Regions from separate parts of the Scatophagus argus genome. Here region 1 is linked to region 2. Evidence: chromatin contacts called from public Hi-C data. All regions are on one chromosome and are shown on one strand. The core of a region is the stretch at or near the end of the contact, and the rest is flanking DNA. Distances in the headings are between cores, read along the strand shown.

Region 1 (2,700 bases), core at 169-2,668, 140 kb after region 2:
TGACAATTGCAAAATATAGATAAGTCACAGTACAGTATGTACACAAATCATAAGTGCAAGATAAAGCCATGTTTGAAAAGGTAAGGGAGATGATACATAAGAAAGATGACCATGGTTAAAACCATGATTTCTGAATCTAGATGACCCCTACTGCTAACGAAAACAAAAGAGGAAACACTGACAGATACTGAAGTTTACCCAGATGCCTTTTAAGTTAAGACGGAACCAATTATCAATCACAGCTGTTGTTTGCTTTCAACTAACTAAATGCTCCCTGTTCACTTCATTTTAACAACAAAATCCTCGCCCTTCTTAATAGAAGCCTTCAGCTCACTCATGGCATCAGCCACCAGCTTCTCCTCAAAGGCAGAAAGCTTTCCCAGCCCAAGGTTCTTCTCAATGCCGTTCTTCCCCAGGAGAAGTGGCGTGGAGAAGTACTTGCACTCTGTCTCCTCAGACCTGACAAAGGCGCACTCCACCACACCCTCCTTTCCATTCATGGCATCCAGGACAGAGAAGGTAAAGCGGGCGCCAGCATAGGCCATGGAGAGCGTAGCAGATCCAGCTCCAGCCTTGGCCTGCACCACCTCTGTGCCAGCATCCTGGATCCTGGCTGTCAGAGCAGACAGCTGGTCAGCAGGGAACTCAACTTTTGGTGTGCACTGGGAAATGAGCGGAATGATGGTCTTCCCAGCATGACCTCCAATGACTGGTACATTGACACGAGCTGGGTCAAGGCCTTTGAGCTCTGCCACGAAGGTGTTTGCTCTGACAATGTCCAGGGTTGTGACACCAAACACTCTGTTGGGGTTGTACACTCCATGCTTCTTCATGACCTCTGATGTAATAGGGATGGTAGAGTTGACAGGATTTGCGATGATGCAGATCATAGCCTCAGGGCAGGTGCGGGCACAGGCATCGGCCAAGGTGGCTACAATGGTGGCGTTGGTGTTGAAGAGATCATCACGAGTCATGCCAGGTTTTCTGGGCACACCGGCGGGGATGACCACGACGTCACAACCCTGCAGAGCGGCATCCAGCTGATCGGGACCCATGTGGCCGGTCACCTGGGCCTTCGTCTCGATGTGGCTCAGGTCTGCAGCCACACCGGGTGTGTGGGCAATATCATAGAGGGAGAGGTGACTCACCAGGGGACTATTCTTGAGAAGCAGAGATAGCGGCTGGCCTATGCCGCCTGACGCTCCAAGGACCGCCACCTTAGCGTTGCTCTGCGTTGAGGTGGACAGGCTCCGAGCGAGGTTAACTGTAGGTCTCACGGCACGGGAAAACATTTTGTTTCAGTGACTTCTTTTTACTGTAATAAAATCAGAAATACCCGAAGAGCCCCTCTCCTCTGTGACACCAACGTCCTCTAGCCACCAGCGAACAGGAAGAGCTTAAACTGTCATGCGTCGAGAATATGGGTCGTGCGATATATACGTCATATTGCGTCAGCGCGTACTGTTACGTCCTCGTCTTTATTTCAGCCTTTTTCGTAGGAAAACAAAAGCCAGTTAACGTTTAAAGTCCGTAAATTAGCGCTGGAAATCAGTGCCGTTACACGAGCTGCAACTGTACACCAGACCAGCAGAGCAAAATCCAATATTACGGTAGGCACGCAGTCGCTGCATTTTCTCTGTCGAGAGAAAATGCTTCTCCTTGCTGTTTATGTCGCGCTGCTAAAATAAGCTAGCGCCGTCTATTTGCTGGAGTCAGAGTGCTGCCATAAGCCTAACTGGCGTTAGCTACAACAGGTCTTATTGTTATGATCGCCTTGTTAGTCGAGAAATCTCTTTGTACTATTCGGCTTATGTTTGCATGTTTAAAGATAACATAAAACAAAAACTGATTGCTTTGTACTAGCTACTAAGTATCTGACGTTAGCTGAACTAGTTTTTTTATTGACTCACCAGTTGTATTTTACATCGCTAGCTGTTTTTTTTTACTCTACTAACATTAGCTGCGCTTATCACTAGCCCTGTCATAAGGCCAGCTGGGGTAACTCAAACTTGCAACAGTTAGCTCTCATAGTTCAGTGCTTGTCGTCAAGCAGTTGACAGAGCAGCCCTTTGTTGCACAGTAAACCCTTACCTTTCAGCCATGGTTAAGTGAACGATAACTTGCTATTCCTTTTTAACATTACAACATTAGACACAAAGTGCAACTTTGTCTCAAAGTTTGGTTGTCGCATAATTTCTAATGAAAAAACGTTTTGATTTTGTGCATCTTATGTAGAACAGACATTTTCACCGACTGTTCTTTTCCTTTTGGCAGCGGCAAATTTTAAGGTCCATCAGCCCTCCTAATGGTACATCAGCATTAAGGGTACTTCCAGTAAGTATCAGATATTAAGTTAGTCAACCTTTTTTCAAGTTGCAGGCAGCGTATACAGTATACTATTAATATTTGTGATTTTTATTTTGTCTTTATCTTGGGACTGTCTTATTTACTGACAGTGACACCAGCAGTAGAATATTATTATGGTATTTTTATTGACAATTGTGTATTTAACAGAATTTTTATTCTTCATGTAAAAGTAACCATCCCAGTAATAATCATTTTGAATACGGTTTTCTCTTTCAAAATGAGTACTATTGATAAAAGTAAAAATAATCCTAACATGCTCACTTTAACTCTATTTACAATTGTTCCCTTTCCTCAGCATTTCCTAAGGATGGCTAGTTGTGGGGAGGTAGACCA
Region 2 (2,700 bases), core at 36-2,535:
CATGGAGCCCTGCAGGGGCCTCCCGTAGTCATCCTGCCCCCTCTGAGGGACCACCACACTCAGCCTGGTGTCGTGACTGAAGGGGTTTTGCCTTTGGTACTCCTGGTGCTCGTTGGACCACTTCTGCCAGTTCTCCTTTAGGCCTTTCACAGAAGCCATACACACTGCAGTGTCGTCACTCGACTGAGCAGCGGCTGGAACGTCATCTTCAGGTTCCATCACTGTTTTCCTCTCGCTGTTCGTCCCCATGGCTCGTTCTGCTGAAAACATTACATGGCTTCAATAGGTCATATACAACGTTGTGGTCTTAGCTGTTTATTGCTTTATTATTTAATCAACTACTCAAAATCAAATAAATAAGATTTAAATAAATAAGCATTATAAAAGTCAGATATTATATTCCATATTATATTATATTCATATTCCACCTGATTATAGCTGTCCTGTTATGCAGCCTATTCATTGGGTTTTTGTGATTCAGCTCTATATATCTGTATGTGACTCTATGGTCTCCAATAATTAAGAGTTAATTAGCAATAATTAGCAAATACAGCCTGGACAACAAGGAAAAGTAAAAATGTTATTTATACAAAATCAGTCAGTTTATCAACAAAACTGGAAGAGGTGAGCATCCTGCTTTGCCAAATAACTTAAGTTTACAACCTTTCAGAAAATTGACAAACGTGATACAACTTACATTTTACACACGGACTCGATCTTCACTTGGCCTGCTATAATGTTTCATTGTTGCTACAGAGCAAAGTCCCGTGGTCACACTGTAACACTGTAGTTCCTTTTAACAATACTGCAACACCGCTGACAGTAGCAAGAGTGCGGATGCGTTTCTGTCTCTAGAGAGAAAAAAAGACTCTGATGGACATCTGTCTCGGCCAGTGGCTTGTTAGAGACCATCCGGGGAGCCAATGACCGATCAGACAGGGAGACAAGGTGCCTCTGAAGTAAAGCAGATTACAATCGGGAGAGGAGTTTATCCAGGCACGCAAATGCAGAATAGTGATTGATTCATAGTTAAAAGTTGCTTATACATGATATGTTATTGTTTTGATGAAAAACAAACGGCAAACCGGCAAACGATATAGCCACTTAAATTGGACTATGTCACCAAATGATATTAAAAACATCAAACTAACAACAGCTAGTGGTAACACCGGTTGTCCGCTTGTAGATATGTATATATTGCGCACAGAAAATAACACACTGATCAATTATATTTCAGGCAATATACTGAAAGAAAAATGCTTCATTCTTTTCCATCTATGGTAATTTGGTGACCAGGCGATACTGCTGCCCGGTACTGTCAGAGCCCGGTGTTTCTAACCGGACTTGTTTTGAATCTGCAACAATGGCGGCGCACAGTCGATCATGCTTACAGTATCTACTACATCTCGCCCAAGATAATCTGGACTTCAGGTTGCCGGTAACCTTCTTCAGCCCGCTCACAGTTTCTGTCAAGCCTTTATTGTGAATGTTAATGTTTTCTGTGAAAAGATCAGAGTCTGACAGACAGCAGTTCCTCCTCAGATGGAGCGTTACGTTAGCCACTTGCTAATTCAAACGGTAAAAACCTCACGTTACTGTAGCGGGTGATCAGATGTAGGCTTTGGTTTCACATGAGAAGTTCTCGATATTTTCTCCCATAATTATAACACATAAACGCATTTTCTCTACCCTCTCTCCCTCTGTGATCTCTTACCGACATGGTGATTAACTGGTAATTCATACTTGTCTTATCTTTAGCTTTTTCCTAATCATAAATGTATACTCATCTGCAGCTCTTACTGTGCGAGTAGGACCAATATGCTTGTTAACACACGTCAACAAGTGGACACTGTAGATTTAATCTGCAGCAATGCACATTTTCACATAAGGAAAAATATGCCCAGTTTTAGTTTATTTGTGTTTAGATGAACTCCGCTGCATTTCAAAGAATTTATCCAGGAAAAGCAGAAAATAGAATCCTTGAGACTTCACATTTATAACTGCCTGCAGTGTGGACTAGGAGTTAGGAGTTTAGTTAGGAGTTTGAAAGTTGAGGTCATTTACCAGGCAGTGCTTAACAAAATGACACTATTGCTTTGCAGTGTCTAAACTGTATGATATAGCATTTTTTAGAACTTGATCCATACTTGACAATAAGATATGCAACACTAATTTACTCATTTATTCCTGTAATCTGTCTGTATGTATAAAGGTTTCCTGATAGGTTGTAATTCATAGTAGAACATTTGTGATTTTTGTACTCAACTTGCAGGAGATTAAGGCTTTGCTGGCTCTCAGAGGAAAAGCATTCCAGCCTTGTGAAAAGTTCAAAGAAAAGGTTTGGAAATCAGATTTTTTTTTTGTCCTTTTTTGATGATTTGACAGCTGCCACATTGGAACGTTTGTGTCTTATTGGCCAGATTCCCCCACAGTCACTCCTCTTTCTTCTCCCTAGTCTCCTTTCTGGTGTCTGGATGGGTTATCCGAGGAGGATGTCCACAGCATCATGTCCAGATCCATCTGTGCAAAGTAAATATTTTAGCGTTGGAAATGTAAATAATGGCACTATGCCTGTAATGATGGAATTACCATGTTGCACATATTGCTGTGGCTCATGTTGCATCATTCTTTCAGGTCTGCTTTTGAACTATGGGGCCACGGACAAACACACCGTGAACTCAGAACATCCCTCTTGAACTA

Evidence for each region. Hi-C and Micro-C count contacts between places; a contact is called where the count stands out from the background.
Region 1: a Hi-C map of muscle shows a contact between it and region 2, with 3 times the contacts expected there. The contact joins the promoter of mdh2 here to the promoter of trmt11 in region 2. A contact is called at or near these places in 2 of 2 Hi-C or Micro-C datasets (both in muscle).

Annotation. Positions count from the first base shown.
Region 1 is chr9:8,729,785-8,732,484 of fScaArg1.pri, forward strand. It overlaps mdh2 (malate dehydrogenase, mitochondrial), which reads right to left and starts at 1,419. Exons shown (of 1, transcript XM_046399096.1): 1 at 1-1,419. The coding sequence starts at 1,292. The coding sequence ends at 279. It overlaps LOC124064528 (E3 ubiquitin-protein ligase rnf146-like), which reads left to right and starts at 1,458. Exons shown (of 3, transcript XM_046399095.1): 1 at 1,458-1,610; 2 at 2,275-2,334; 3 at 2,663-2,700. The coding sequence starts at 2,675.
Region 2 is chr9:8,589,912-8,592,611 of fScaArg1.pri, forward strand. It overlaps trmt11 (tRNA (guanine(10)-N2)-methyltransferase homolog), which reads left to right and starts at 1,286. Exons shown (of 13, transcript XM_046400406.1): 1 at 1,286-1,438; 2 at 2,273-2,338; 3 at 2,456-2,529; 4 at 2,635-2,700. The coding sequence starts at 1,364. It overlaps si:dkey-29b11.3 (actin-binding Rho-activating protein-like), which reads right to left and starts at 1,167. Exons shown (of 2, transcript XM_046400408.1): 1 at 698-1,167; 2 at 1-257. The coding sequence starts at 249.